Linked DNA regions of Sus scrofa: all the other regions are linked to region 2. The links are chromatin contacts, called in public Hi-C, HiChIP or PLAC-seq and promoter capture Hi-C maps. All regions are on one chromosome and are shown on one strand. The core of a region is the stretch at or near the end of the contact, and the rest is flanking DNA. Distances in the headings are between cores, read along the strand shown. Region 1 holds the start of SLC33A1 (solute carrier family 33 member 1). Region 2 holds the start of SSR3 (signal sequence receptor subunit 3). Region 3 has its middle 76 kb from the start of CCNL1. Region 4 has its middle 33 kb from the start of CCNL1. Region 5 holds the start of CCNL1 (cyclin-L1). Region 6 overlaps VEPH1 (ventricular zone-expressed PH domain-containing protein homolog 1).

Region 1 (3,175 bases), core at 293-2,792, 670 kb after region 2:
TTTAAAAAATAATGGGAGAAATTTTCTAATATAAAAATTGAAAAGAATTTAATCATGACTATACCAACATCTCAGGGATAAGTAAAGAGCATACACACACAAAAAGCTATTTTGCAATATTTAAATGGATGGAGGCAGTGATTGAGAATTTGTGATATATGTTGTACAACTAGTTTGCAATACAAATAATTTCCACTTACATTCCTACATTAAACTAGCTTAAGAATAAACTTTCTATTATATAATTCATTGGTCAGCAAATATACACTTGTAACTTACTATGCCTATAGCAAAATTCTTATCAAGTGCACAGATCTTTGATGCCCACAAATGGAACTTCTCTTTAAGAACTACCATCCCTGCAACATCGCACAAAGTTAGTTTTCAGAAAAGTACTGTTTATATAGTTTGATTTCCTGTGCAAACTCTAGGTTACATTTAACAAGTATGTAACTTTTTGTATTCAGTCTTCAATGTCTATCTTAAGGAAGCGAATCACTTTTTCTAAATAATTTTGAGATGAACTGTTATTTCAACATTTGTATTTGGAAGAGGTAGGAATAACATGTTTCATCTCAAATGGTGGGAGGCTGAGAATGTTTAACTTTAATTATAGGTTTTAAGTTTTTGGTTTTAGTATCTAAATACTTATCCAATGTAAAATAATATATTTTATATATATATCATATGTAAAATTGTATAGGTAACGTATTTTCTATGTATTACAACTTATGCTGTTGGTTACCCAAGGTTAAGTTCCCTGTGATCATTTCAGTAACATACGTGAGTAAACATGAAAAAGAACTAACATTTGGCTCTTACAAGACCTTTCACAGTAGGTCAAAAACTGAGAGAGAAGGAGTCTTACAATTTCACTCTACCCAACGTCCCAGTTAGCTACCCAGGCCTCAATTCCGCTACACTTTTCCATCACTTTGGAAAAACGGACTACAGAGCAATCTTTCGAGCAATTTCATTCATTCCGTAAGTAGGCATTCTTAAGGTACACGCTTCAGCATTTAACCAGGGCTGTTTTTACTCTTTGGGGGACCCAAGGCGCCCCTGCTTGCTGATAAGGAAATTTCGTAAACTTCAGTCCTTCTCTCTGTTTCTCCCTGGCCCACGAAAGCAGGGACATCTCAAAATTCCCAGCCTGGACTTGGGGCACTGCCCACCTCCAGCCTAATGACGAGGACCGAGGCCACTCAGAGTTTGCAAGGTATTAAGTTTGGCAGCAGGCACACGCCCGCCTGAACCCGCCCTCACGTGGCCCCTGGGACCCAATGACCGAGGCCCACGCTTTCCAGACGGCCGCATGCGCTCATGGAGCCAGACCTCGCGCGGCGCCCCGCCCCGGCCTCACGGTGCGCCCGCGTTAATTGTCCCGTGAGGTTCTGGCCGCTGGGCTTTCGGGTTCCTACCAAGCTTTGTTTCCGAACTCGGCCGCTGGATCGTGTCCTGATTGGCTTGCTCTGGAGGCGGGATCAGGACGCATTTGAGACTAGGACCACTTCCTGAAGCTCGAGGCAGGAAATTATCTTGTATCTCAGGAGTCCAGTGGAGAAAGTGCTGTCTGTCGCATTGGTGGCGGCGAGAGCGGGCGGTGGGTCGGGGAATTGGCCGTTTCTCTCGCTACAGCTACAGGCCTGTTTCCATCGCAGCACCACGGCCCCCTCCTCCAGTCTCGACCCCGGCCCGGCTGCCGGGGGCGCTTCTTCAGGCTCCTTGACGCCGCTCCAAGGAGAAAATACCTGGGCATCGCCTGGGCTTCCAGCCAGGGGACTGGCTCCGGGGTTCAGCACTCCGGACGGCAGTAAGGAGTGCCCTTATCAACCCGCGCCCTGTCCCCCTCCCTGAGCCATTGACACCCTGGTCCAGAGCGACAGCCTTGGACCTGGGACTAGACGGATCCAAGACGCTCAGCCCCGGCCTCCCACAAACGGGGTTCTGCATCGTCTCTGATATGTCTCCCACCATCTCCCACAAGGACAATAGTCGGCAACGACGGCCAGGGACTTTCAACCACTCTCTGGATATGAAGAGCGGTCCTCTACCGCCGGGCTCCTGGGATGATGATCATCCGGAGTTGGTGGGCGGGGAAGGGGACAAAGAAGCTCTTCTGGGGGATATCGGCGCTAGTGACCTCTCAAAACCCCCAAGGAGCTGCCGGGCCGAATTAAGCAGCATTTTGCTTTTGCTCTTTCTTTACGTGCTTCAGGGCATTCCACTGGGCCTGGCAGGAAGCATCCCACTTATTTTGCAGAGCAAAAATGTTAGCTATACAGATCAGGCTTTCTTCAGTTTTGTCTTTTGGCCCTTCAGTCTCAAATTACTCTGGGCCCCGTTAGTTGATGCGGTTTACTTTAGGAACTTCGGCCGTCGCAAATCTTGGCTTGTCCCTACACAGTACATATTGGGATTCTTCATGATATATCTATCCACTCAAGTGGACCACTTGCTCGGGAGTACAGATGGCAGAAGCCCCGATGTTGTTGCTCTCACTGTGACTTTCTTTTTGTTTGAATTCCTGGCAGCCACTCAGGACATCGCTGTGGATGGTTGGGCGTTAACTATGTTATCCCGGGAAAATGTGGGTTATGCTTCTACTTGCAATTCAGTAGGCCAAACAGCGGGCTATTTTTTGGGCAATGTTTTGTTTTTGGCCCTTGAATCTGCCGACTTTTGTAACAAATATTTGCGGTTGCAGCCTCGACCCAGGGGAATCGTCACTCTTTCAGGTAGTGTATTTAAACTGTTATGCTGTTAGGTATATTGTACGTTTATGAATCCTTTCGACATGTGGGTGCTAGTAGGAACAATAATTTACTGGAAATCATTTTAATGGGAAATGACCCGAGGTAAGGTTTCTGTTTTACTAAAATAAGCTTCAACCAGAATTATAGTAGAGCAGTCATAATTGATTAGTATTCTGAAATGAATTGGAAGGGTAACTCATCCAGTATACATTGTTGTGTAATGGCAAACAAAAGTCTTGAGTCTAGGAATCCCTTGGCACTTGACTAATAATACTCAGATGAACATTTTTTAAAAGTCTAACTAGTGTGAAGACATAAACCTAGCCTGACTTCAGAGTTTGTTTTTTTTTTGTCTCTTTGTTAGATTGAGATTTCTAGCTCCATGTCTTCTGGTTCATTTCTACCCCTACTCTTAGACC
Region 2 (3,010 bases), core at 62-2,561:
ATTTCATAAAGTAGGAAAAATGGGAGTATTTTGGAAGAGAAAATATGAGTTTCTTCTCTATCACCACCACCCCATAATAAAAAAGCATTTTAAAATTAAAGAAAGACATAAATATAGATATTTTTAAATGAACACTTTTAGTTTTCTATAAAATTCCCTAGATGGTCTATTTCTTATTATTTGGCTATGACTGGTGAAAACATCTAGCATTTGGGAATACTTGCTGTAGATAATTAGAGGATTTATATTTCAGGAAAACTCATTGTGCTATCTTTATAGAGAATAAGTTGAAAACTTTTGAAGGCAGAAGGCTCCATTAGAATGGAAGCTGTGGAGGTCGATTACAATTTGGATAAGGTGTGAAAGATCTACAAGTCCATTGATAGGGAAGCTGGATGTTGAGGAAGTTTTGTCTGACGTTAGTAGATAAAAGAAGCCTTGCTGAGTGTGAAGTGGATGAGCAATATTTTTTGAAGAAAAACTGGTAACTTGAGTTTAAAGTGGATTCTGATTGTTTTAATGAGCATATTCAATTTTCTGAGCTTCAGAGGTGCCCTGTCCAGCCAACATATTAGTATTGTTTCATTTAGCATGATTTTGGATGCCCTATTATTTCAACTAAATCTTTAGAGTAATAAAGTGTAATTTGTAAATGTATTGGACACATTTAAATTTTATCAATGAGAACATGAGCTCCTTATAAGCAAGAGCGCCTTTTTAGTAAAAAAGGTAGCCTACTATTTTATTGAAAGGAGCCCATGTTTTGTAGACCACATAGCTGTTCTCTCACCCTCAAAACTGTCCGCGTTTTGCATTTTTTCCAGCAAAATGTGGACAATGATGGGCATGTCATAGGATTATTTAAGATATTAAATAATGGATGCGTAAAAAGGGGGGCTCTACACTTACTAGCTTCATCCTTCTCCTCTTCCTCTTCCAATGCTCCAGTGCTGGGTAAACACAGAGCAGGCTAAACAGGCGCTCGCTGAATGAATGACTGTACGACTCAGGGCCAGAAGAGCTTCTTATTTCGGAATTCAACGATTTTGAAAAAGAGTTATAAGCATCTGTGAAGTGGAATGCCAATAAAGTTTTGTTAATTAAAAAAAAAAAGTACCCACTAAACTACAAATCCCCACTTCCTCCTGGAGACGGATGAGTCACGTGGCACTCCAGGACTCAGGAAGTCTTGCCCGCTCGCCCAATCAGGCCGGGAAACCTACGTAGCGGCGCCAGACTGGCCAATCCTGGGGAAGCCTGCTCTCTTCGCGCACCTCCGGGTCCGCCTCCGCGTGTGGAGCTGACGGGTCATTAGAGGATACGGCGGCCGCGGAGGCGGTGCCTGTGGCTTCTGCCCCGCTCAGCGCGCGGCCCGACCCTCGCGGCTCGCTGCTCCAGTTCCACCATGGCTCCCAAAGGTGGCTCCAAGCAACAGTCCGAGGAGGACTTGCTTCTGCAGGATTTCAGCCGCAACCTGTCGGCCAAGTCCTCGGCGCTCTTCTTCGGGAACGCCTTCATCGTGTCCGCCATTCCCATCTGTGAGCGGTTCGAGCGAGGCGGGTGGGGAGGCTGCCGGCGGGTCGGCCTGGATGGGGACGTGGCAGGGCCCAGTTCTTGGGCGAGGCGTGAGCCTGGGACTCACGCTCTCCCCAGCTCTCTCTGGGCTCGAGGCAGCACATATCCTCTGTGAGCCTCGGTGATCTATCTGGAATAGTGGCGGGCGGCCTCCCAGGAAAGCCACTTGTGGCGCGTTTTATAAGTACGCTCACTCGTTCCTGGGCCCCACTCCTGGAGCTCGTGAGTCACTCGTTCTGGGATGGCGGCCCTAAATCTGTATTTCGACCAACGGTCGGGTTAGGATCTTGCGGTGTTAACAGTCATGCGTACAGCCGGCTATATGCCCCTTGCCCCCAACTGTCGTTTGCTATTAGGAGATCTTAAGTTTATATCATTACTTATTTTGGAGAAACTTATAAAATCAGACAGATGTCGTTAGCCCTCGCACCAAATTTCAAGTGTAGCTTTTAGGAAAACCACTTCACACTGAACATCATTTTCCTAATTTGACGAGAGACGTTGGAACAGTGCCAAGCCCTGCCCCCCTACCATGTTTAAACTTCATAATCCTCTTAGGGCAATTCTAGAATTCTCATTTGAGCGGAAAACTTTACTGACTTGTCCAAGGTTGTTTTTAGAGCACAGGGTTCCAGAATGTGAATTTCCTCTCTGCTACACTGCTGTACTGTTGGTGGGCAGTCAAATCCTGATGTATTTTCTCTTTCGTCCTTATAAAACCCAGCGTTCAATTAACTTGTGGAGCCTTGAGGTTCACTGGCCGCAAGGAGCACTGCCTTCATTTCATATAAACAGCCACGTCATAGTGTAAACTCTGCTTTGGGACTGCACGTGGCATTTTGGAACTGCCTGTAGTTAGCGTAATAGTTCTCTAAAGAATGAAATTTGAAGTCTGAATCGTGATTTTGTTGAGTTATGATTTCTCATTTTAGAAAAAGTAGAAATCTCATCATAGATTATTAATAGGAAGGTTATGTTTTTCAGGTATTCTGAACTGGGAAAACTTGAGACTAATAACTTTTTACTGGGTATCAGACTTCTGAAGTTCCTCTTATCTGTATTGGGTTCCCAAATCCGGCCTGTGTTTTACCAGGTTTAGGTATAATTAATTTAGCAGACCTTTGTAACTGGGTGGTAATGTTTTGCTCCTTTTTGTAACTCTCCCTCCCCCTTTTATCTTAATTCAGGGTTATATTGGCGAATATGGCATATGGACCTTATTCAGTCTGCTGTTCTGTATAGTGTGATGACCCTAGTAAGCACTTACTTGGTAGCCTTTGCATACAAAAATGTGAAGTTTGTTCTCAAGCACAAGTAAGTATATTTCTCAAGTGAAAGTATGTATTGTTGTATTTTTACATAGCAAGATGTTTTCTTAACGACCGCTCGTGTGTGTTTCATTAAGCATTGAGATATGTGTGTTTATACCTTTTGG
Region 3 (3,167 bases), core at 224-2,723, 540 kb before region 2:
ATCTAACTTGAATCTAAAAGTTACCTTTCACAGCTTTTTTTTTTTTTTTTACCCCTTCTTCCTTAACAGGAGGGGCCATCATTGTACCAGATGGTCTTCAATATCTATGATTCCAGACTACTCCAATCTGACACCTTAGGCGTTTAACCATTATTCCTTCTTATCCGCTTAACCCAATTGCTCCTTCTTGGGCTTGTCCCGCCTAGGAAAAGAGGAGAGAGGCCCATGTGATAAAGCAGAACTTCAAACATAAACTGCACCACCTCGCAGAACACATTTTACCCTGATAAGAGGCCCAGACATATCTCTGCAGCCACCATGAGTCACAGTGAGAGTTCTGAGGGGAGGGAGGGGGAAGGACCGGCAGCAGGAGGAAAGATAAACAGAGGCCATTTCCGCCTTTCCCTGTCTTGCCAGGTCATGTAACCCTGTGTGAATGTCCCTGAGCGCGGTAAAGTACCTTCGCTCTAGTGCTGCCCAACATCTGTCTGGAAATGAGTACGTGATTGTCTCGTGAACGCCTGTGCGCCCAGCGCTTTTGACTTCTCAAAGCATTGCATGAATATTTGTTTGAGAGACTTCCAGGTGCAGATTTTGTTTTAAGCCATGTGCACTTTATCTAAGTCCTGGGACCCTAGCAAGTATGTCCTATTTTTTTTTTTTTCTTTTTCTTTTTTAAATTACCGCTTTACAGACGAGGAAACTGGGACTTAGAGAGGTTAATTGCTTCAGAAGTCCATCCAGCCAGTAGCGGGTTCCTGCAAATCATCAAATCAAACCCAGGTCTGTGTCACTGTAAGCCCAATTCTGGAGTGGCCACAGTTACAATGCTTCTGATGTATTTGTGGTTATCTCCCATACCATACATATATTTAGTACACAGTGTACATCCAGGCACCTGATAAATGCTCACTGAAAAAGTGCCTAAATCATGCCACTAAGAGCCAGGTTTGGTTCCAGCTGGTAGAGCCCAGAAATGCAGCTTTAGGTGTTTCCCAACACCTCCTGGGAACTCAATGGCCTCATCTGTAAAATGGAGGCATGGAGCAAACGTCCTCTAAGGAACCTTTAGCATTCTTTGGCTCTCTTCCAATGCTGCAGTGTCCTCAACACGCTGCCAGGATCCTGGACGGACAGCGGGGACCAACCGTGCTGGGCTCTTTGCGGGCACCCCCGCCCCTCTGAGGCCGCAGGCGACCAACCGCGTGAGGAGCCTGGAGGAACGCGACCCTTCGCGCATGCGCAAACCCTAGCAGCGGGACCGCAGGCACTCCTTCCGCGCCGGGGTGGGGGGGAAATCAGTGCCCCGGGTAGGGATGGGGTGATCCTGCTAGGACTGAGCCGGGGCCCACGGGGGGGTGGCGCCTGGCCCTCGTTAGGCAAGGCCAGAGCCTCCTCCAAGGCCCTCGGAAAGCTGTTCCCGTGCGGAAGAGCGTGTTCCGGCCTCCGCGCCCTCACGCTGGACGTGCTGGGCAGCACAGAGAGGCCGTTCTTTCCCAACACAGATGGAAACGCTCTCCTGGCACTGCTGCCTGGAGTGTGGAGGAGGGGAGGCCGCGGTGCGGCCGACTCAACTCAGAAAGCCAGAGGATTTTCCGCTTAAAAACCAAGCTGCTGAGTAAAATAAAAACGTGTAAGGTCACCGGGGACATTCAGCCAACTTGGGGTGGGGAATGGGAGGTGTGAGGCGTCACCTGATAGAATAAGCTACTAAAGGGCAGCAGGCACTGCTGGGAGGCCCGCCCTTTATTACTGTTTAGGGATGAATGACAGAACCTGGACAGCTATTTTTACACTGGATGAAACACTGACTGTGTGTGTGTGTGTGTGTGTGTGTGTGTGTGTGTGTGTGTGTGTATTCGGAGAGCTGGGAGTGTCAGGGGACAGGATCTAGGAAGAGAACACATGCACCCTCTTCCTTACTCATCCTGTGATCTTACTCCTCTTGCTGCTGCAGATTTCCTCCCTAAAAGTTAAGAATTACTTATTATTTTGAAATCAGAGAGGGAAAAGGATACTAATCAACAAGTTCCCTAAACGGTGAAAATAAATGAGATCTCAACATTCTGGATTTGCCCCTGTTGGTCCCCTCAGTCTTTTCTCCCCTCGTTTGCCATGATTTGAACATCCAAGTCTAGGGTTATGGACCTGAGTTTTCTTTTTCCTACTCAAGCATCATGGTATGGCCTCCAGGAGGTCTGGGTCAGTGGCTAGAGGAGACAGGGAAAAGAAGAGTCCTTCTACCAGGATGCCATTCATGTTGTCACTGTTTAGTGTACAGCTCCTTCCTGTTAGGACCTAAAAGAAAGACCCGCTTCTTCACATAGGGATAGGGATTTTTTAGGCCATGGTATATGCTGGGAAGGCAGAAAGACATCAGGAAAGGGTGGCTGCTGTGAATATTCAGCTGACCTGAGGCAGCCAGAGCCTATGCCAGAGCTTTACTCTGCAGAACAAATGTGATGCCGAACTGACCAGCCTAGGAGGTGTGATGTGGGAGACAGCTGCCTGCTTCGTGGGGAACCATTGCGTTACCAGGTGACTTCAGACTGCTCGATTTGCCTTGAATCCATTGAACTTCATTTAATTTTCTCTCTGAGACCTAAGAAATCTGGAAAAGGAGATATTGAAAATAATTTTAAAAGTTAAACAAGGCATGAAATAACTTCTATCATTAAAATGAGCTTGTAGAGCTTCACCATTTCAAGGGGATCTTTTATAAGTCTTTTGTCTGAGAAGCATGGAGACAAAAACCTGGAACAAAACAAACCCCTTCACCAAGGAGGAAATGCTACCTGGAGCTCTTGATTTCATTTGTCACTTCTAAGATTCACCAGATCACAATAAGAATATAGGGTAGAAATGTGTGGGGTGGGTGGGTGGGGTTAAACTGTGACTAATTCATCTGTGACTAATGTCTCCAACAATGTGAAAGTCATCTTTACCTTCTGCAAAGGGAAGTTGGAATTCAAAGTTGTAGAGAAGCATCTTTCCTCAGCAGCTACCAAGGGCCTCCTAGATTCCATCACAGCTGGGATCTTAGATGCTCATCCACTTCTTCCAAAGGCAGGTCAGAGAAGATGGTGTTTTATTGAAGAGATAATTCAACCTAGGGGCTCTCTCATAGCAGAATGCCCCCCAAACCTCCCACCCCCCCATTATCTGTA
Region 4 (2,936 bases), core at 7-2,506, 580 kb before region 2:
TGACTGTCCTTACAAAGAGCAGAGCAAACTGAAGCAGTGGGTGGGATTTTTTTAAACCACCACTCCCCAAACCTCCAAGCCACTGGGATTCAGTGAGTCCCCTTTGTGGAAAAGTTCTGCCTTGCTCCCCTGTACCCTGGCTGCGCAGGCTATGCCTGTGAACACACAGTTAACGTCGGAGCAGGGTGCGGCAGTCCCTGGGCCATCTTCCACCATCCCCAGCCTGCTGTGTCAACTGAGCTGAGGGACATTCGGAGAGAACGTGGTGAAACCAACACATTGGTATGTTGCCCTGTCAAGGTCTGCTTGTTTTGGCCCCGGTACACATGGCCTTGGCCCGTGTCATCTTGATAAACAGAGATGAATGCACCTCAGTAACCATCGCCCAGACTGCTTGGGTCGGTGAGGCTGTATTCTGGTGGAATTGTGCCCGCGGGGCTTGGAGATCTTCCACAGAGAGCTGGCTCTCTCTGCCCCCACAGAGACCCCTTTCTGGTGCTAAGAAACGCTCTCCGTTTGCCAGTGGTTGACTCAAGCCAGAGCAGGGCGGGGGCAGCCACTGCTTGGGTGTGGGCCTGGCTAACTTAGAATACAGAACAGCCCTATTTCCTCTCACCAGGCCCCCCAAGCTCCACCCACCACACACATGGCCACCCCTAGGAGCAACCTCTAATCCTCCAGGCACTAGAGCTGGGGTGGCAGGGGGGGGGGGTCGCTCCTCCTCCCTGATGGCTTCCCCGTTGCTTGGGCTCCTGGGAAGCTCTGCGGCCGACACCATGATGTAAAGGACAGTAGGCGTCAAAGCCCCCCCTCACAGTCCCTCACAAACTTGCAGCCAGTGGAGTGGTGGTCAGGCCCCAGGAAAACCATGGCATTTGCCACAGCCTTAGCCTGTGTGTGTGCATGTGCACACACACTTCTATTTCTAGCGCTCCCCTTTCCTCACTCCTGCCATGCACCTTGGCAAAACCTGTCCTGTCATTCATCTCTCAGAGACCGACCAAGCACCCACATGCGCAAGACAAACCTTTGCAGAGAGAGGCAGACGGTGGCTCCCTCCTCCCAAATCCAAGAGCCCAGGGAAGGAAAATAGTATTAACTGAGTTCGTGTTTCGTGTCAGAAACTTTAGATGTAGGACTTCTCTCAGTCTGGCCTCTCACCTGAGAGTAAGGCCTCGTTATTGCCATAAGAAGCAAGAGCAGGGACGCTGCCACCTGACTGCCTGAGTTCCAAGTCCAGCTTTGCTCCTGTGACCGTGGCTAGGTGACCTCACCCACATGCCTGCTTCATGGGGAAAATGGGACTCAGGCTATTGTGAGCTCGGAATGACAACGTACATAAAAAGTGCCTAGAGCAGCAGTGTCATGTCATCACATTCTATTAGCTTTATACGTTAAAGAAGAGGAGACAGAGGCCACAGATCGGGTGTTAAAGTGTGGTTCCTGGTGGGCTCCATGCTAATGCTCTCCCCAGTGTTCTTTTAAACATTGTGACGTGTCATTCCCCACCCCTCCCTCACCCCCAGGGATGGTTACAGTGGGCCTTGAAAGTGAGTTTTGGACTAGTGTATGGGAGAGAGTTTGGAGGACCAGAGCCATCTGAGTCTTGTTTGGGCCCTGAAATTGTATCCCTTGAGCTGGGTGCTGCCCGCTGTCGGCGGTGGGCTCTTTCCCCACCTGGGGGCAGGAAGGCCTTGCTGTTATGGGGATGGCTGGCGGCTGGCTCCCACCCCTCCTCTACTCAGAGGCTGGCAGAGACTGCAGGATTCTGACTCGAACCTCCTCACCCCCATCCCCATGCTAAAACCTGAGTTTTCCCTGAAAATATGGCAGAAGTTGAAATTTACACCCAAGCCCACCTGGCTCCAAAGCCCATTCACTCCATTCTTATCTTGGTCAGCTGCTAGACATCTGTGGCAGATAGACAGATGAGTCCACAGGGACTGACACAGTCAGGACTTGACCTTCGTGTGCCCGTGGAGGAAGGGAATGGGAGACTGGGACAAAGGCCAGTGCCTGGGCAGGCACCTGTACGCATAACCTCCGATCACTCAACTTAGAAATCCGACTGATGGGGAGATCATCCGCTCTTACCTAGAGTGCTACAAGGGACTCCCCTCAGTCTCAAGGAGAGACGTATCCAGGGTGTCTTGGGTCAGGCAAACTATGGTTTCAAGGGTTTCTGGAGCTTATATCATGCCCTGAGTCAATACTCTCCCAACTAGCTTTGTGATCTTGGCTAAATCTCTCAGCCTCTCTGAACTTCAGTTTACTAATATGTAAAGCTGAGCAACTAAAGCTGGGCAAATAATCCCTACTTAACAAGGGTTTCCAATGGCCAAGGGCTGCACCTCAGAGATGCTTATGGAATGTGAGTTTTCCTAGACTGTAAGAAGGCACATATGATCCCACTTGATTCCACCCCAGAGATGAAAGCTCTGGAAGAAAGTTTTCTGCACACTCACTCGGATGTTTGCACCTCCTGTGGGTAAAGATGCAGTCTTCACGTCACTTCACTGCACTGCGGGTATCAGAAGCCCTTCTCAGCAAACCCAGCACCTGTGACGGGTCATCAACTGCCTTCCTGGGTCTCCTAGGCCTCTGTGACATGGCTGCCCCCCGTCCCACCACCGTCAAACCCTCCATGCTTTTCAGTGTTGTGCACATTGGTTTCCTCAAAGCAAGACAAGACATGGTACCAAACTGACAACATTCTTCTCAATTCTGCCCATCATCTGGGCCCCGCTTAGGGGAAGGGAGAGGGTACGTGGAGCTGGAGGGGGGCCTGGAAGGAAGCCTCCAGAAGCCCAGGGACCTTTCATCCCAGATCCAATGCCAGGAAGCTGAGTCTCAAGGGAAGCTTCTCAGAGGCCTGGGAAGGCCTGAGAGAGGGTGTGAAGAACTATTAGGAATGTGCAAGGCTCTTCAGGAATCTC
Region 5 (2,903 bases), core at 118-2,617, 610 kb before region 2:
CTGCTGGTCTATACCACAGCCACAGCCACACTGGATCCATGGTCTATACCTACACCACAGCTTGCAGTAGTGCCAGATCCTTAATACACTGAGCAGGGCCAGGGACCAAACCTGCATCCTCTGGATACTATCTTGGGTTCTTAATGAGCCAATGGGAATGCCCAAGAAGTCAAAATTTAAAACACCGTCATAGTTTGATGCGTTAATGCTAAGCGTATAAAATGTTGGCCCATCTCCTCTACCACTTTTGTTGAGGCTGAAAAGAAGAACAGTGAATATAATCATATCTATTGGATATAATCTGGGGTACAGACAGAAAGTTGTAGAATAGTCTCAGTGGTTCTGTGCTTCTGGAAATGATTGCCAAACACAGGAGGTGGGAAACAGTGGTCTATAGGGAAAAGATATCAAGAGTAGAGCAAGTACTCCTCCTTCTCCCAGAACTTCTCACTTCAATTCTTGTTAACTTTCTTCAATTAATCAAGGACCTAGAGATTAAAAAAATATATTATAAAATATATCAAGACATCACCAAGACAGTTTTTTGGTGAGGCATGGTGGGAGACTCTAAATATTAGAAAAATGTTCCATTAAGAAATAGTCTTGGGAGTTCCTGTTGTGGCGCAGCGGAAACAAATCCAACTAGGACCCATGAGATTGCAGGTTCAAACCCTGGCCTTGCTTAGTGGGTTAAGGATCCAGCATTGCTGTCATCTATGGTGTAGGTCACAGACATGGCTCGTATCTGATCTTGCTGTGGCTGTGGCTGTGGCCAGCAGTTGTAGCTCTGATTCAACCCCTAGCCTGGGAACCTCCATATACCACAGGTTCTGCCCTAAAAAAAGAAAAAAGAAAAGAAAAGAAAGAGTCTTGGAGTTGCCTGGTGGCTCAGCGGGTTAAGGATCCAACATTGTCACTGTTGCGGCTCAGGTCACTACTGTGGCCTGGGCTTGATCCCTGGCCCGGGAACTTCTGCATACTGTGGGTGCAGCCAAAAAAAAAGTCTTAAAAATGAATTGTATTGAAGTTCCCACTGTGGCTCAGCAGGTTAAGGATCTGACATTGCAGCTGTGTCATAGGTGGCAGCTGTGGTTCAGATTCAATCCCCAGCCCAGAAACTTCCATATGCCATGGTGCAGCCAAAAATAAATAAGAAGAGCTTTCAAAGTCTGTTACAGCATTTTATTTTATTTTAGTCTTTTTGGGGCCACATATGGAGGTTCCCAGGCTAGGGGTTGAATTGGGAGCTGTAGCCACCAGCCTACACCACAGCCACAGCAACCCCAGATCCAAGCTGCATGTGCGAACTACACCACAGCTCACGACAATGCCAGATCCTTAACCCACTGAGCGAGGGCAGGGATCAAACCTGCAACCTCATGGTTCCTAGTCAGATTTGTTTCCACTATGCCACTATGGGAACTCCTGTTATAATCCCTCCTGAATATTGGAGAGGGAAACTTCCCTGGAAGCAGCTTAGTCAGACAGGTGAAGGTAACGTGCAACGAGGTCAAGTATTTCAGCTAGCACCAGAATTACACTCTCTTGGAGCTCTGTTTCTCAATCCTGGCTGAACATTCCAATAACCACTGGCTGGGTCAACCCCAGATCCATTACATCAACCCCTACAATTCAGGCTCAAGCATAATCAGTATGTTTTAAAAACTTCTCTGGGGGTTCCCATCATGGCTCAAAAGAAGGGAATCCGACTAGTATCCATGAGGATGCGGGTTTGATCCCTGGCTTCAATTAGTGGGTCAGGGATCTGGTGTTGCTGTGAGCTGTGGGATAGGCTGCACATGCGGCTCAGACCTGGCATTGCTGTGGCTATGGTGTAGATCCAATTCCGTCTCTAGCCTGGGAACTTACATATACCTCGGGTGCAGCCCTAAACTCCTCTGAAGATACTTATGTGCAGCTAGGGTTCAGAAATACTGATGTAAATCTTTACAAAGTAAGGTGGATTGAATTCTTTTTTTAAAATGAGTTTTTGAATATGTTTTGCTTTAGAGACATCACTAACAAATATTGCAGTGTACTCAAATTCCTTTTGCTCTATGGATCCAAGTTTTAATTCATTTCTCATAATTAAACCTTAAAATTGAACTATGTGATAGAAAGATGATGGGGCTTCTCATTCCTGGACAATGTCTCCAAGGTCTAGACACAGAAGGAGTAAACAAAGATCTACTCTCTTTTAACTGAATTTACCTTGTGTTAATTTTTTCTGTACAGCAAAATGATTCAGTTTACAGAATCTTTTTTTTTTTTTTAAACAAGATCTACTCTTTTTTCCTCCCACTCTAGCCTGTGGTAGTTTGGATCAGTATCATTGTTTTTATTTCAAATTTGAGGAAATTTGGAGAATTGCTAATATCAGAGAGGGAAAAATACATATAAAGAGATTGATTTCTCCCATACTACCTAATTGCAGTAACCTCCATGAATACATAGACTGCCGGGCATAATCAAATTACCTCTGTAAAGTCTCGACCTAAAACTATTTTTGGAAATTAGGGATTTTCCAGATTAGTGAAAGCTGTGGCTTGTCACTAGCTCAGGCCCGAGTTTCGCAAGCGAAGCTGCTAAAGCAGTCTCTCTCCCAGTCAATACGAATCCCTCGCCATACTTAGATACCTCTGGGAACCACATGCTCATCTGACAGCTTTTTTTTTTTTTTTTTTTTTGAACCGATGTAGTTCACAAGCCTGTTTCCCAAAAATACTGTAAAGCAGCCCTTTCCAGATTCCTTGTGGGTCACTTTAAATTACAAGTTCGTCCATACAGGACATCAGAGTAACCATTTCCACCAGCCAATGCCGGCGAAGGTCGTTCGTCCTGATGCTTCCCTTTCTACTCGCTGAACCCGAGTCATCCAAACGCGAAAAGTTAGATGAGGTAGA
Region 6 (2,874 bases), core at 175-2,674, 630 kb before region 2:
TAGTTTATATCTTTTCAGTTCACCGGTATAACATGAAGTCTTAATGGCCACAGAGCAGTGTAATTCACTGGCAGCTTGTCTCAGCTGGCCACAGGTACCTCCAAGCCCTGGCCTTCACTATTTTGCTGGGTCCAGCAGCCTAACTTTATCTGCAATTTCCTTTGCAGTTAATTCCTAGGAAAGGCCAGTGGTGGACTAGTGAAACATCCCAGAGAAGAATGAAATAGAAGCTAATCCTCATTGAATAAAAAGCCTGTTATAAAGAAAGGAGAATAGTCAGTTATTTTTTCATCTCCCACAAGTATATTAGCAGAGAACCATTTTAAATTTCAACAGACTTTAAGATAGCCATATAAATGAAATGAAATCAGTACTAAAATAAAATAAAAAAACTTTTTTTTTTTGTTTTTGTCTTTCCATGGCTGTATCCAGCATATGGAAATTCCCAGGCTAGGGGTCAGATCAGAGCTGCAGCTGCCAGTCTATGCCAAAGCCACAGAAACACAGGATCCAAGCTGCATCTGTGACCTACACTGCAACTTGTAGCGACGCCGGATTCTTAACCTACTGAGTAAGGCCAGGAATCAAACCCACACCCTCATGCATATTAGTTGGCTTCTTAACTTGCTGAGCCACAATGGGAACTCCAAACATTTTTTTAAAAGAAAAAAAGTACTAAAACTAACTACGAAATAAATGTGTGTGTTTGTTCTTTCCATATAGTGGAGGAGAGGGGTTCCTTGGTGGTGCAGCAGGTTAAGGATCCAGCTTTGTCATTGTAGAGCAGAGGCTTGGGTCACTGCTGAAGTGTGGGTTCAGTTCCTGGCCTGGGAACTTCCATATGCTGTGGGCACAGCCAAAAACAAAAAACAAAAAACAAACAGAGAGAGACAGCCATTTTTTTTGGAGGGGGGGGGTTGCATAGAGACACCAAGGACAGCAAGTGATGCTTTCTAGCTCTCTTTGTAGATTTCACAAGGTGCCCTATTAGATTTAAAGCCTATGGTGCTAAATTCAATTTTTCCACTAGATGGCCCTAATACATATGAGTTCATTTAACCAGTGCAACATTTAATCCCATGATAAAATAATAGTATGGCATATTTAGTTGTATTTATTTTTTAAGAAGTTCTCCTCTAAGGGAAAAACCATGTAGTGATCATCTACAAAGTTGAATAATGAAGTATTAATTACCTAAAATATGGAGAATTGGACATATGCTTTTAATCTCCTCTTTCAACCCCTCCCCAAAAAAGAAAATGAAAGTAAATTTATAAATTCATAGGGAAATAAAGAATAAGAAAGATTAAAAGCAGCAGACCAAATCACATCTTTATGAAGCTGGCAACCCAATGGCTGAGTGTGACTAACCTATGAAAAAGCTGAAACCAAGCACCAGCAGAGGGAGGAGCAGTGATTAGCATGCCTATCCCATCCCTACTTCAACCAAGAGACTACAGTGGATATTGCAGTGAGGCTGGGTCATGAAAGGCAGTACAACAGTGACCTTATGCACTAGAACACTCGAACTTAGTGGCCTGAGCTGCCAGGTAAAAGTCTATCCTGAGAACATTTTTAGCTATAAGGAAGCCAAGCCACAGAAAGATGAGTGTAGTCATTCCTATCAGCAGTCCCAGGCTCTGAGGCAGCCCCAGCCTACATTAGGGTAAAGCAATAATATTCTATTGGAACACCTCCACATCCAAGCTGATAGCTGCCGTGATCCAGAATCCTCTCTGAGGTGAAATCAGAGGAGGTGTTTGGAGAGAGGGAGAGGCTAGATTTGAGAAAAACCCTCAAAGGTGTCTGATTGTTTTTGGCAAGGTGTCTGATTGTTTTTGGCGGGGCAAGGAGGATGATCATGCCAAAAAGGAGAGAGGGAAAGAGGACAAAAAAATTAAAGGTTTCAGTAAGAGACAAGTTAAACTTGAGATGCTTGCAGGGTAATAAGTTGGGATGTCCAGAAGCCATCAGAAGAAGAAATCTAGAACTCAGGAGAGTAGTAAGACTGGAGAGAGAGATTTTGGTGTCATTATACAGATATGCGGAAGCTGAGGCAGGTGAGTGGGTGAAAGTTCCCAGGAAGAACACACAGAGTGGCCTTCTAAGTCTTGGGTCCCAAAGCCGATGTAATAGCAGCTCACCTGGCAATGTCCAGTCTGTGCCACCTACTAAAATGGGGGAAGCCATGCTGAGCCATGTTGGATCCTAAGGCAAAAGGAAAAATTGTAACAATGATCCTGTCTACAGTGTTGAATAGTGTGTCCCAAAAATACATGTCCATCAGAATCTCAGAATGTGACCTGATTTGGAAATAGAGTCTTTGCAGATAAAATTAGGTTAAGATGAGATGAGATCATACTGGATTAGGGTGAGCCCTAAAGCCAATGATGGGTGTCCTTATAAAAAGAGGAAAGACACAGAGACACACAGAAAAGAAGGCTATGTGAAGGAGTTCCCATTGTGGCTCAGCAGTAACGAACCCAATTAGTATCCATGAGGACTTGGGTTCGATTCCTGGCCTCGATCAGTGGGTTAAGGATTTGGCGCTTCCAAGGGCTGTTGGTGTAGGTCACAGCCGTGGCTTGGATCCCACTTTGCTGTGGCTGTGGCTGTGGTGTAGGCTGGCAGCTGCAGCACCCTTTCGACCCCTAGCCTGGGATTTTCCATATGCTGCAAATGTGGCCCTTAAAAAAAAAAAAAAAAGAATACAATCATTATTTTTGTATTTTAAGGCTACAAAATATAAAATTAACCATCAACAATGCTTCTGCTTTTTTTGTGCATAAAACACAGTGTATAATAAAGATAATAAAATCCTATAAATATATAAAATGTTCATTGGAATAAGAAAATTTTGTGTTTTCACCATCC

The links. Promoter capture Hi-C pulls out the DNA fragments that hold promoters and counts their contacts. A called contact is a pair of places that touch in the nucleus more often than the background predicts. HiChIP or PLAC-seq counts read pairs in DNA pulled down with a chosen protein or histone mark.
Region 1: an H3K27ac HiChIP or PLAC-seq map of alveolar macrophages shows a contact between it and region 2. The contact joins the promoter of SLC33A1 here to the promoter of SSR3 in region 2. A contact is called at or near these places in 2 of 2 datasets of contacts at active chromatin or transcription factors (alveolar macrophages and skeletal muscle).
Region 3: a contact with region 2 is called in an H3K27ac HiChIP or PLAC-seq map of skeletal muscle. The contact joins the enhancer-like site here to the promoter of SSR3 in region 2. A contact is called at or near these places in 1 of 5 promoter capture datasets (liver), 6 of 47 Hi-C or Micro-C datasets (embryonic fibroblasts, fetal skeletal muscle, liver and 2 more) and 2 of 2 datasets of contacts at active chromatin or transcription factors (alveolar macrophages and skeletal muscle).
Region 4: a contact with region 2 is called in a promoter capture Hi-C map of fetal liver, with 11 times the contacts expected there. The contact joins the enhancer-like site here to the promoter of SSR3 in region 2. A contact is called at or near these places in 3 of 5 promoter capture datasets (fetal liver, fetal skeletal muscle and liver), 8 of 47 Hi-C or Micro-C datasets (epiblast stem cells, fetal heart ventricle, fetal liver and 4 more) and 2 of 2 datasets of contacts at active chromatin or transcription factors (alveolar macrophages and skeletal muscle).
Region 5: an H3K27ac HiChIP or PLAC-seq map of skeletal muscle shows a contact between it and region 2, with 4 times the contacts expected there. The contact joins the promoter of CCNL1 here to the promoter of SSR3 in region 2. A contact is called at or near these places in 3 of 5 promoter capture datasets (fetal liver, fetal skeletal muscle and liver), 2 of 47 Hi-C or Micro-C datasets (heart right ventricle and liver) and 2 of 2 datasets of contacts at active chromatin or transcription factors (alveolar macrophages and skeletal muscle).
Region 6: a Hi-C map of retroperitoneal adipose tissue shows a contact between it and region 2, with 2.1 times the contacts expected there. The contact joins the enhancer-like site here to the promoter of SSR3 in region 2. A contact is called at or near these places in 1 of 5 promoter capture datasets (liver), 2 of 47 Hi-C or Micro-C datasets (heart right ventricle and retroperitoneal adipose tissue) and 1 of 2 datasets of contacts at active chromatin or transcription factors (alveolar macrophages).

What each region holds. Positions count from the first base shown.
Region 1 is chr13:95,722,524-95,725,698 of Sscrofa11.1, reverse strand. SLC33A1 (solute carrier family 33 member 1) reads left to right here and starts at 1,542. Exons shown (of 6, transcript NM_001244245.1): 1 at 1,542-2,738. The coding sequence starts at 1,964.
Region 2 is chr13:96,388,491-96,391,500 of Sscrofa11.1, reverse strand. SSR3 (signal sequence receptor subunit 3) reads left to right here and starts at 1,311. Exons shown (of 5, transcript NM_001244147.1): 1 at 1,311-1,538; 2 at 2,763-2,889. The coding sequence starts at 1,406. LOC106505723 (a long non-coding RNA gene) reads right to left here and starts at 1,155. Exons shown (of 2, transcript XR_001300390.2): 1 at 910-1,155.
Region 3 is chr13:96,927,122-96,930,288 of Sscrofa11.1, reverse strand. No RefSeq gene overlaps it. Among named protein-coding and RNA genes, the nearest start is that of CCNL1, 76 kb to the left of the region's middle. Within about 2 kb of position 1,473, at least 46 of the 83 cell types and tissues checked have an H3K27ac peak or open chromatin away from gene starts, as enhancers often do. A contact at or near this core is called in liver, mesenteric adipose tissue and skeletal muscle, where this site is marked.
Region 4 is chr13:96,970,086-96,973,021 of Sscrofa11.1, reverse strand. No RefSeq gene overlaps it. Among named protein-coding and RNA genes, the nearest start is that of CCNL1, 33 kb to the left of the region's middle. Within about 2 kb of position 1,256, at least 15 of the 83 cell types and tissues checked have an H3K27ac peak or open chromatin away from gene starts, as enhancers often do. A contact at or near this core is called in fetal liver, liver, retroperitoneal adipose tissue and 1 more, where this site is marked.
Region 5 is chr13:97,002,865-97,005,767 of Sscrofa11.1, reverse strand. CCNL1 (cyclin-L1) reads left to right here and starts at 1,367. Exons shown (of 11, transcript XR_001300397.2): 1 at 1,367-2,903. All of the region lies in intron 14 of VEPH1 (ventricular zone-expressed PH domain-containing protein homolog 1), which reads left to right.
Region 6 is chr13:97,019,406-97,022,279 of Sscrofa11.1, reverse strand. All of the region lies in intron 14 of VEPH1 (ventricular zone-expressed PH domain-containing protein homolog 1), which reads left to right. Among named protein-coding and RNA genes, the nearest start is that of CCNL1, 16 kb to the right of the region's middle. Within about 2 kb of position 1,424, at least 14 of the 83 cell types and tissues checked have an H3K27ac peak or open chromatin away from gene starts, as enhancers often do. A contact at or near this core is called in alveolar macrophages and retroperitoneal adipose tissue, where this site is marked.